2 separate regions of the Columba livia genome follow, and region 1 is linked to region 2. A link is a contact called in public Hi-C data. All regions are on one chromosome and are shown on one strand. The core of a region is the stretch at or near the end of the contact, and the rest is flanking DNA. Distances in the headings are between cores, read along the strand shown.

Region 1 (6,277 bases), core at 153-2,652, 82 kb before region 2:
GCCACAGCATGCCAGGCACGCCACAGACCGCAGGCACCAACCACAGCACCTGCCTCACACCAACGCTGATGGCCACCAAAGCCACCAGCATAGCTGGCAGCATTGGCACAGGGTGCTGGCACCAGCAAGGGCCCACCGCTGCTCTAGACCCATCCGGGCTGCTTGTGTGTTTACCAGAAAGCACCCATGTCCCCATTCAAAGTGGCACTGGGAACAAGTGTCAGATTCCATCAGACAGAAAGTTTACTGGGACAGTCAGTGTGCCGACAGAAGGAAACGATCAGGCTTCTATTTTCAGCCTTTGCCTCCCCCTCCACACAAACCCCCTCTCCAAATAAAACAAGCTGAAGTTTCAATGGAAAACACCACCGAGATAACGAGGACTGGGGGCTCCTCCGGGGGCTGTTCACCCCACATACCCCCTCCTCTCTTCACAGCATCCAATCCTTTCTCACAGACACTTGACCTGCTGGTTGTTGCTCCCTGTTCATGCCCCCCTCGCAAGGCACAACGACCCCCCAAAGCCCTGGCAAAGCCCGGCCGGTCACAGCCTCTCCCGGGGCATCGGGGCTCCGCGGCCGCGCACCTCGGTGACGATGGTGGAGTGGTAGACGTCGCGGCTGTACTCCCAGCCGTCCAGGCACGGCTCCTGCTCCAGCGACCCCAGCTCCACATCGGATCCCGGCAGCAGCCCCAGCGCCGAGAAGTTGGCGAGCGCGGCCAGGTTGTAGCGGCGGCAGCGGCTCGGAGCCGCCTGGCCGTCCCGCAGCTCCAGCGGGATGCTGGCGTTCAGCCACTCGCCGCTCAGGTTGGCCCTGCGGGGCACCGCGCACCGGTGCTCCGGGGTGCCGGCCAGGAAGACGACCGACATCCCGTTGAAGCCGTTAGGGATGATGCTGGCGCTGAGGAGGAAGAAAACGAGCCTCTGGAAGCGGCCCCACTCGCCCAGGAAGGCGGTGGCCGCATCGTAGTCGCGCATGGCGCGGCGCGGGTCTTCCGCGGCTCTGCGCTGACCGCGGGTGCCCGCGCGGCGGCTCCGCGGCGGCTCCGCCCCGGCCCGGCCCCCCGCGGAGGCGGTGCGTCCCGGCGGGTGCCCGCGGCCCCGCTCCGGGGAGCGGTGGGGAGAGGAGAGGATGCTGCCGGCCCCTCAGCATCCCCGGAGCCGGAGGCACATGGGCACTCACGTTTGCTCCGCAGTCGGCTCCAGAGCTTTCCAATGAGGCATTTTCCGGTTTTGCACCGAGAATATTTAGCAGATTTATTTTAAATCGCCGCTCGGGGACTCCTGACTGTCAGCCGAGGCGGTCAGGGCTGCGCCGGTATCGGCGGTTCGGCACCCGCGGCCGGGCGCGACCCCGCTGCGCCCACAGCTGGGATGGGCTGGCTCGGCAGCTGCTGCCGGTAAGAAATCGGCGTCCGGTGAGATTGGGAGCAACGCGATGGTTCCACCGCCCCGAGCCCTCTCCGGCGCCCTGAAACCAGCCCCTTCTGGAACCTGAATCAGGTTCCTCCTTGTAATGCCGCTGCAAGACGGACGAATATCACTGCACAATGCACCCTGCAAGAGCTGGGCAAAACCGAGAGTCACGATAATAGTTAATAAATAGGAAACTAGAACAGCTCTCGATCAAACCATGAGCGGGGGGGGCTGCCGGGAAAAGCACCCCGTGGTACGCAGGATACTGCTTGAGGCAGGAGCAATATGAGCCCCTCCTTTGCACTGACACAGCTTTAGAAATCAAATGTGTTCGTGCCCCTGAAAAATCTGTGATTATCTGCAGCCCAGTGTTTTTTCCCGATGGTGTTTATGCAACAGACAAGGTCAGAGCAGACACTGCTGAAGGAGCCTGTAGCAGTCTGGCCTCAGGAGAGGAGCTTTTTATATTCCGGTTCGCTATCTGTTAACTATTACTGTTTCACACGTGACTCTTGGCTTTGCCTGGAGAGAGATATGTAGATAGCTGGTAAAGCCATTTCAGAAATCTGAGCGACACTGTCATCTGAAATATCTCAAGGGGCACTCAGAAACACGATGGTGTTTGAAATATGCACAGCACTTGGCTTGCCTGAAGGATCGAGCTCCCTGGAGTAGTACAGCAGGGTTCCCACTCAAAAATGGGACAGGTTGGCTGTGCAGAGCTGAGGGTCCCTGTGCTGGCAGCGGGTGGGGCAGGCTGGGGAAACATCTGTCTGACAGGGATGATGAGAAGGTTACGTGGAAGGTAAAGGCACAGACCCGGAGCGATGGCTGCAGCAGTACCCAGGGTGGAGAAGCAGATGGCAGCATTTATCTGGGCGAGGCAGAGATCCACTGCTCCTCAGGATAAGGGGCAGAAAATGGGGAAGGTTTAGATACCTCCCACTTCAAGAGAGGCTGGAGATGACATCTCACTGCCAGGCCTGAGCTATTCCACAGCCAAAGCTGTCCCCAGTGATAAGGGTGGGGCAGGGGCAGTTCGGGCAGATCAGGGGCTCACAGACAGCAGCAGGCAGCCTGCCCTGCCCTGGAGCTGGGCAAGAACCACAGGAGACAGGCAACACATGCCTGGTCCCCTGAGGGAAGGAGGAACTGGGAGTGTATTGTCTTAAGCATTAATGTTAATGCAATCTTAATAATTATTTAGTCAACAGTAATTGCTTACAGAGGAATAATTTGCAGTGTTCGTAAATAACTGTGGTGGTTCTGCAAAATTAATGTAACCAAAGGAAGTGGTAAACATATATGGCATAGGCAGGTTTATCCAGTTTGCAGATGAATCCTTAATGTATTATAAATTTAAAGCATTCAACATTAAAACAGTAAGGGATTTTCTCTTATGTTGTGAATCTGCATAAATTAGTAGTACCTCAAGTTCTTGTCAGCTCTGCTCCAGCACCACTAATTACTGCATACAATCATTTTAGCCATGCGATGCCACTCTCCTGACAGCCTTTGCCAGGTGCTCCCCAGGTTGGAAACACCACTTATCATCCAACATCTGGGATGCTTCAGCCCAGGTATAGAGATTATGAATACCACACAGAATTAGCGGCCAGTAGATGGCTCAGGCAGTCACAGAACAAATTTGCTGTAGTGGAAGGACCAGTCCTACTTCTTCCAAATGACCCCTCTGAAAGCTGTAAGTGGATTTCACTGCAACCTGCTAAAATACACTTTCAGCTATTAAATAGAGAGCAGCTTGTGGGAAATGAGGATGGAGAGATTCCTGTAAAGCGAAATCAGATGCTGAGGAGCCGGCAGACCAAAGGAGTCACAAGGGGAGAAAGAGTGAATCTTTGTATAGTTGAGAAATCACCTTTTGTGCAAATACTTTTTTCTTGTGCAACAGTATTTTCTAACATGGCCTAAGCCAGTCAGACAGGGGTTGGTTGGGGAAGTGGCACCAATGGGCTACTGTAGTCCTGGAAGCTGCCCGGCTCCTGCCACGTGCAGTCCCGTCACACTCACCCTGTGACACTGCCAGCAGCACGGCTGTCACCGGAGCTCCTGGTGTGCCCTGGCTCAGGGTGGTTACTGCTCACGGCGACTCCGCTCTCTCTCTTCTGCTTGGGCAAGGCCCCTCTCAAGGGATCCTCTACCTTGCTGGGACTAGGTCACCCTCCCAGGAGACACCTTGAGAGCTGGGAATTAAGAAAACACGTGAGTTCTATAATTCCGTGTTGCTTGTGTAGCACTCAGATCATGTGGAATCTCGTTAATTGATGGGGCAAAGCAAAATCCATTTTTTAAGTGTGTTTACTGATTCTGCAAAGTGTCCTCCAAGGGATTCCATGTGTTAGAGTGAGGTACAGCCATGCTCTGCCCCAAACCTTGGCCTTACACTCCTGGCCTGCCACACACCCTGGCACGGATGGAGCCAGTGATCATGTCCATCATGGCCACGTCTCACCAGACAGATGGCATCTGGGAAAAAATCATCTTTGGCAACTCTGGAAAAGGCTCTTGGCTCATTCCAGCAGTGCAATATGACTGTGTGTACCCACTGAGCAGGACTGAGGACTGGCTAGTGCAATTCTCACTTGAAACCATATTAATTTACAGGACTTGGAGCTTTTAGGGGCAGTTGTAGCCATCGCTTTCCAGTTCCTGGCACTACTGCGTCAACTTTTCCCTTCCTAAGCAGAGCTGGGCAGACAAGCACTCAGCATAATTATTTTTCGGGTAATCATATTTGTGGTAAGAATATTGCAAAAGAGATGGACCAGGGCACCTGCCTGTAGTATATGTGTGAGGATTTGCAATAAAACCCCCCAAAACACACCTATACTCAAGTAGAGCTAGCTTTCCCAAGACCATCCACCACCCAATCACCAAGGACTTAAGTAATTTTACCTGGTGTAATGTCACTCTGGTCAGGTAAGAGATACCACTTTGGCCTTGCCAGCTGACACCAGCATACGCTTTGACCATAGCTCTGCAGCAGGAGCAGATGCACCGAGGAGCAGCACCCATGCCCTGGGGCAGTATCACCCCATCCTGCATCCATGTCCCCTCAGCCTTTGGGGCAGGACACAGTGATGTGGGTCAGGGCACAGTGATTCAGTACTGAAAAGGAGCCTATAGGAAAGCTGGGGACAGACTTTTTAGAAGGGTATGTTACAACAGGACAAGGGGTGATGGTTTTGAACTAATGGAGCAGAAATTCAAGTTAGACATGAGAAAGAAATGGTTTACACTGAGGGTGGTGAGACATTGTCCCATGTTTCCCATAGAGGTGGTGGATGCCCCATCCCTGGAGACATCCCAGGCCAGGCTGGACGGGGCTCTGAGCAACCTGAGCTGGTGAAGATATCCCTGCTCATGGCAGGGGTGGCACTGGGTGAGCTTGGAAGGTCCCTTCCGACCCACACTATTCTGTGACACTACGAGGGTCAGGGCTCAGCGATGTGGGGCACGGCAGGCAGGGCTGTGTCAGAGCACAGGAAGGCAAGAGTTCTTGCCAGAGAAGAGACAGGATATCTGACAGCACTCAAGGGCTGAGCAGACAGGTTCAAACCCATCGCTACTACTCACACCCGACTCTCCCAGCACAGCCTTTGCTAGAGATTTCTCAGAAGCCCTCTAGGTGGATGTGGTTGTTCCCACCCGGAAACCACCCCACAACGCTGGGAATCTTCAGAGCGCAAGTTCTTCTCCCATCCTACCTGAAAGCGCTGGATATTTCGGTTTCCATCACTAGGTGGTGCAAGAGACACAGGCACAGCAGCCGGCAGGGCAGGGCAGGGCAGGGCTCGGTCTTGGCCTGCCCCATGCCCCTGCACCACAGGCACCCCGTGTGCCCCTTCTGCCCCTGTGCACCCCCACGTACCCCCATGAACCCCCCCCCACATCCTATATAGCCCCGTGCACCCCCATTTATTTACTAATACCACTATCTACCCTCTGCATCCCATACATTCCTCTGCACATCATGCACACAATGCACACCTGTGCATCCCATGCAACCCACAGATCACAGAATCATAGAATACCAAGTTGGAAGGGACAATGAGGATCATCTGATTGAACTTTCTTTGGAAAAAGCCCAGTCTGGAGAAGCTGGCCCACTATCCTAATGTTGGGGAATCCACCACTTGTCTGGGGAGATTATTCCAACAATGTTTGGAAATAATACCCAGGGAGCAGGGAATTTCCAATCAAGGACAGATTAAACACGTCCTGAGAGGGATGCAGGTACCGCCTAGGGACAGGAGCAGGGACCAGGTGGCCTCCAGAGGTCCCTTCCAACCAGCTTTTCCAAGCATGGTGCTCAGCATCCCTCAGGTGAGCACCAGCACCACCACCCCATGGTGCCAGCAGCTTTTGTCTGCTCTAAGGCAGTCAGCTCCAGGAGGACAGACATCTGCCACTCACCTCCCAGCACTCCTTGAGTTAGGAAGTGAAGAAGTCAGGTGTTTAAGTAAAAAAAGTAGCTGTTATTATTAGCAAAGCTAAAAAAAGCCTGAAACTTGCTTGAGCAGCATCTTTGCACAGCAAGAGAGTGACCCTGTGCACATCAACTGCCCAAAGCAGCAGTGCTGGCTGCAGCCCAGGCTCTCCCCACCAGCTCTGTCTCACAAAAGAACTGCTTCAGCACTATGTAAAAATTCAAAATATTTAAACACTGAGGTGGAAGAAGCTGCTCCAGGGCTGGGGGAGCTCTGTGGGTGTCTCCTGACAGCTTGTGCTTTCCCAGGGAGAAAAACAGAGGCAAAATAACTGGCAGGGGAGTGCAGTGTCTGTTTTGTTATAGGCATGGGGAAGAATTTTTTTCCCTAAAGTAATTAAAATAGCCTC
Region 2 (6,291 bases), core at 1,854-4,353:
AGCTGCTTGTGGCCCTGGGGGTGAAGATTAGTGCCAGTTTTCACTGAGGTGCAGCTCAGTGAGGCACAACTAATGGGGAGCTAATAAAGTATTAGGAACCACATGTAATTCTGCACCATGAAAAAGAAGTATTTTGCCCTCATGGGAGAGGGTTGGTAGGCTGTATTGGCCAGAAGCCAGGGCCCGAGGGGAGAGAACAGCTCGAACACCTTCCTTTACCAGAGGAAACAGCTGGAGCAGTGACATTTTAAGGACATTTCCCAGGTGTCCAGCAGATACCTGGGCAGTAGCACGGGGCCCACACTGTGCTGAGCTCATGTTACAAACCGCAGCATCGCCTCGAGATGGCCCCTGTGAAATAATCAGGGAATCCTGCCATAGTGAGGCATGAAAAGTCACTTTGCCCAGCCAAGTGGCTCTAAGGGAATTTCACAATAGCCAAGGGGCATCCTTTGATTTCCTGCAGCAAAATGATCCCTGAAAGCGATGTGGAAAGGGCAGATCCTGGCTGGCCTTCACTGCTGGCTGTCCCTCAGCAGTGTGTGCATCAGAGTGTAAAACCACAGCAGCAAAGCTGTGCCACAAGCTGCATCCCTAAAGAAAACCTGACACAAATACTAGTTCTGCCCAGGGTGATTAATTTAATTTTGGGTCCTCAAAATCATTACAGGGACACCATGTTATGCAACAATACCAGGGTCTGATCCACACCTAATTAAAAATTGCTTCGTCTCTCAGGGCTTGATATTTTGCTAATTAAAGAAGAGCCACTCTCTTGAAATTAGTAGTATTTTACGAATTTGTACTAGCTGAAGATTTATCTGTAGGGGCAAAATTAATTTACTTAGAACCATAGAACCATTTCAGTTGCAATAAGTTTCCACTGTCACACTCATACGTGCAACATAAGTCAGATTCAGAACACCGGAAAGGTGAAGGAAGATTTCTTTTATGTTATTTTAATGTGTTCCTTGAATTAGCAATGAGAAAATACAATTTCATTTTCTTTTGGATTTCCATCCAGCTCTGGGAAAGTAAAAAAGCCAAAAGACTTTTTGTGTTTACAGCAGATACTGTTACTTAGCCTCTTGTATTAATTGTATTGTATTCATTGTATTGTATTAATACACTTTTCCCAAACATATTATTTTTCTGCATTAACCGTGGAGCTTTAAGTCTTCATTAACTGGAATGCTTCAGATCAGTAATCACTAAATAGAGCTTTTTGTTGAGGATTTTATAAGGGAAGAACACACCCCATCCTGATTTAAACTCTGGTTTGTTCAAACGTATTTAGAAAACGCAGAGCTGAATGATGCTTCCACCACACGCAATTTGCTGTGGAACCCGTCATTATGGGTGAAGTTTCCGACTCCTGCACTCCCTTGGATCACGCCAGAGATGAACCTCCTCATGTGTCCCATCACAGGCAGAGCCAGGACAAGTATTTGCTCTGAAATACCCCTGTGTGCTCCAATATTCACACTCCAATGCCTTATGTAAATTCACACTGTGCGTGGATGTATGTAGAAAACGTGCTTTCCCCTTCCAGCAGCTGAAGTGAAAGGAATTCACCGCCTTATTTAACACCTCGACATGAATGTCCATGCTCAGACATCCACTGTTTACTTATGCTGAGTATACAGTGCACACACTGTACTGCTTCTCCTGCCGGGGAAGGAATAAAGATCTACTGTTCAAGTCAGCCAAATATTTTTAAAATTGAGTGATGTGCCAGAAAGGATTTCTGGAACTCCAGAAGTTTGCGATCCCACTGCTTTATTTTGCTGTGCAGATGTTGCTGCTCAGAGGAAGGATGAGGAATCATGCTGCCAGGGTTGCCCTGCTTGAACACCGAAATGGGAATTCAGAAAAAATCCTTTGCAGAAGTAGCTTCTGATCAAACAGGAGAGGAGAGACCTCTGGGGAGAAGGGCAGCCCTAGCACCCCCTGGCCTGGAAGCTTGCACATGAGCCATGAATGATACAGGAGACAAGTGAAGGGATGTCACATGTGGGAATGATGAGAAGCTGGAGGACCAAGTGCTCTTCAGATGGAGGAAAGACAGGTTCCCTTTGCTTGTGCATTGGAAAATTTAAGAAGGATGCTGTCATCTCCCCTAAGATTTTAATGCTGAGATCTGAATTCTCAGAGCTCAAACAAAGCTAATGAGTCCTCTGCATGAGCATTTTCCATTAGCTGGGTATTCCTTCTAAGGTCTGTAAAATATGTTGTGTGAATAAGGGATGCAACAAGCCAGCACAGGCCTGATGCAGGTTGAGTAATAATATGGAGCTGATAGTCAGCAGTAAAACCCTGGAGCGGCATTTGCCTGGGCTGCCCTCTTTAGTACAAAAAAAACAAGATGTGGTGACCCTTTCCATGTTTATGGCATCTCTTCTGGAGGCAGATCTCAGTTCCATGTAGAAAACCCGCACACAGAGAGGGAGCTCTGCTCTGGGGGTGACAGCAGCACAGGGACCGCAAACTATCTCTGAGGGGAAAGATTTCATACTGATCTGGCTTCAGTTTGGTTCAATATGTTTTTCTTTAAAGTCTGGCTTTTCATCCACTAATTAGCAGCCTAAATAAAATACGGGTTGAGATTTTTTTTTTCGTGGTTTTGTAATGTCTTTTACCCACATTTCTTAACTGTATCTTTCCCTAAACCTAAAAGGAATGATGTGACCAGCTGGCCTTTCCTATTTCTGGATTTGATTTATGCTGGAGTCTGCAAAGGAATGACTCACAGATCCTGCTTTATGTTGGCCGCTCAGTCTCGTACAAAATCCGTGTTAAAATCCCCGGCATGCAGGGAGGAAGGTTCTGCACAGCGCAGTGCAGAATGACTCGAATCCTCTTCCACACTCCCTCTTGGGCTTTCCCTATCCTGTGTCAGAACGTGCTTCTCCTCCACAAACCTCTCTGAATGTGTTGCAAAGCTAAATCCCTTGGAGGTTGCTTTCTGAGCTTCAGCCGGGGTGGTCTGGCTGCTTTCAAAGCCCTTGTTTCTCTCAGTTGTTAGTGAAAATTACTGCTCTCGGAGAACACAGAGGTCAGACAGGTAACACTCAGCAGCTGGGGCGTGCTCGCCAGCCACCCAGGTACATTCCACGTCGCTCACAGCCCTGGCTATGGTGACATGGAGAGATGGGGATGTGTCCTTGGGCCTCAGCTGGGGCTGCTGCTGAGGTTTGCTACGGTTCTCAGCATCTTCCCCTGGCTCTGATGACTTGCAGTATATTCCCCTTAGTTAAAACAGGGAACACAGGCTGATTCATCGTTCCTGCAAGCCAAGTTTACGGAAGAGCTTACTCATTTTATTGAGGAGGGGGCCAAACTTTGATTAAAAAGCATAAAATGTGGATATGATTTAAAAAATGTTTCAGCCTGGGCAGTGCCTCCCATGAATGCAAACAATCAGGGCTACAACCACTCGTTGCTTTTGCAGAGCCACCTGCCTTAAGTGCCCATGGACAGATTTCAGAGCAGAATATCAGAACATCATTTATAAAAGCTGCCTTATGCCCCGCAAGCCCCTCCGCTGCTTAGCAAGGGCTACAATTTGCATCCCTAAGTCTCCCAGTTCTTTTGGGAAATGCTGGACAATTTGGAAAATCTAATAAAAATATGGGCACTGTCATTTTAAATAAGACATGAAGGGAAGAACGTGTCTTTTCTCCTTCCTATACTCAGTCACTTCTAATTCTGTATGGGTATACTTAGTTTTAAACAAGCTCATCAGGCAGCTACTAGTTATTTCTATGTTTGCAGAAGTTTAAATGACCTTGTGAACGTGCAGCTGGGCACGGTTCAGAGCGCTGCCAGACCAGCCTCGGCTGTACCATAATTACATTAAGCAGGAACACAAGTCGTCGGATTCCTCCCCAGGCTCCTCTTCCCGACGGTCCCAGCGAATCCAGCTTTAGTTTCCCAAAGCTGGCACAGAGACAGCTGGAGCCACCGCGCTGTATGACAGACCTTTTCCATCTGCACGCTGGGTGTTTATCTCACGTTAACTCTCGTCTAGCTTATCTGCAGCAGAATTTAACACGTAAATCTCATCCTTTCATTTCTCTCGGTTGCACTTTGGTGTCCTCAAGGGGTGTAAACTTGAATAACACTGACTGGTGCCTGCAGCCTCCCCAGTCCACCCAGCTTGTCTGCACACCAGCGTCAGGGCAGCTCAGGACCCTGCAGGACTGAGCTCCTGAACCAGTATGAGTGCAAAGGGTCTTTCGCCCATTCCAGCAGGAGCCTGGTCCAGGTCTGGCTGCTTGGGAAACATTCAGAGCAAGAGTTTATTTGCAGCCAATATCTCTGAGTTTTATCAGAGGATAAAACTTGATAGAGTTGCCACCTCAGCGTTTCACACACGAGGGTTTGTTCAGCCTGTGCAGGGCAGCCCTGTACAGAGATGCCTGGGTTTGGCCTGATTTGGCTGCTGGACAATTTCACTTGTGATGCAGAGAGGAGTCGCAGGGCAGAAGAGCAGCACGAGCGTGCAGAGCACCGTGGGCTGTGTGGGCTGTGGTGCTGCATGATGGATGTGCAGGAACCTGATGTAGCTTCCCATTGCCGCTGTGCACAGTGTATAATTTGAGAAGGTAATCATATCCCAGTCTATTCCTAGTGAGATGTGTGTGTTCAGCTGCATGGCATTTATCTTGTGTATGGTAAATCTTGCATCTCAGTCACACCTTTTCTTGGTGATGGACCTTGTTTCTCTAACACTCAGGGCTTCTGATTCAAGGTGGCTTCTTGGCAAACGCTCAGGAATTTTGCTCTCAGCAAATGCTCCATGATTTTGCTGCCAGCTGGGTACCAGTGACCAATTACCACCAGCGCTGAGCCCACAGGTGCAGCCAGCACAGGAGACTCATCCCAGTCCTGCACCCACCCTCTCCCTCACTTCAGAAGTCCCTCTACTTCTCCCCATCAACAACGGAGTCTGTGTTTCCTTTGATGCATCAAATCCTCAGCTGGTAAGATCCATCTGTGCACACAATAAAGGAAGACTAATAACTAGACAATACTTCATCAGACACCACTTTCATGGCATAGCATGATCTTTAGCTATGGTAGATGTAAAGACACTGGTCAGACTCATGGCTGAATCTTTGAAGAGTGCAGGGAGGATGTTGGCATGCCCCGTTTTTTGGCTTCCATTCCTGCTCTTCTAGGATCTGGTGTAATTATTTTTTCATTCACAAAAAACAAAGGAAGAGCCACAGGCACACAGCTAAATTTTGCATTTATTAATGTATGAGGTCTTTTTACACATGTACTTTTTAGCTAAAGTTGTGGGGAGAAACCTGAGCTACACTGAGATCAGAAAGAGTTCTGTTACCCAGACGTATCCCTGCCTCCTCTGCTCTGACTCAATGCATTGTTTTATGGGAAATACTATACTGCACCATGTAAGTACTCCTACGTAGTTTTAATATTTCCTCTGTTAAGGTCTCAGACAAAAGCCTTGTAATATGAGAGACAAGGGGGCATCCAAAAATACTTGTGTGTGCATTTGACAGCCAAGCTCTCTGCAAAGGGATTTTGACTCCACTTTTAAGGAAGGTAAGGGTTTGAAAAACTCACAAGATGCTTGATTCTCCTGGTTTCAAACCAGACCTCCTTGTCATAGCTCTGCAGGTGCCATCTGGGGTTGTGCTAAAGGGACATAAACCTGGACTGGTAGAATCAGCTGTTAAAAAGCCACCTCCAGCTATTGCCTCCTTCTCTCCCTGGACCCTGGTTTAGTGAGCAGTATCTCCTCCTCCTTCTTTTCTATCAGAGATCTCTCCCAGCAAAGGAGCTGGTTTTAGCCTGAGATGTGCTCCTCATTCACTCTGCAAGCCCAGCAGCTTCATGTAAAAGAATTTCAAAGCCAATATAGCTAAAGCAAAACTGGTATTTTATAAGGGTAACACTTACTGCAGTATATAGAAACATTAAAAAATATAGTAAATAGAAACATTAAAAAGGCCCTTTGTGCTAATACTATGGTATGGTCTGTATATACAGTCAAAAGCACTGCACAGCTGGTTATTCACATAGGCAAAGACAGATTCTTGTGTACTCGTGTTGCCTCTACAAACATACTTTTAGTCTTTTCCACTAAAACAGAGGGGGAAAAAAATGATTTATCCATAAGAGCAAAAAGTCTGTCATAAAAATAGGTTAAATAAGAAGCATTAGAACTGAGTAGGAAACCTGGCTCTGCATCACATCATTGTCTCTGAAGACTAATGCAGTTTCTACAGTTCCCAAAATGCACTAATATCTTCAGTGCCA

What was found. A called contact is a pair of places that touch in the nucleus more often than the background predicts.
Region 1: a contact with region 2 is called in a Hi-C map of crop, with 3 times the contacts expected there. The contact joins the promoter of LOC102093490 here to the enhancer-like site in region 2. A contact is called at or near these places in 2 of 2 Hi-C or Micro-C datasets (crop and liver).

The regions. Positions count from the first base shown.
Region 1 is chr14:11,462,422-11,468,698 of bColLiv1.pat.W.v2, reverse strand. It overlaps LOC102093490 (solute carrier family 22 member 4), which reads right to left and starts at 1,402. Exons shown (of 10, transcript XM_005503650.3): 1 at 587-1,402. The coding sequence starts at 979.
Region 2 is chr14:11,381,878-11,388,168 of bColLiv1.pat.W.v2, reverse strand. No RefSeq gene overlaps it. Among named protein-coding and RNA genes, the nearest start is that of P4HA2, 4.2 kb to the right of the region's middle. Within about 2 kb of position 3,103, at least 1 of the 3 cell types and tissues checked has an H3K27ac peak away from gene starts, as active enhancers do.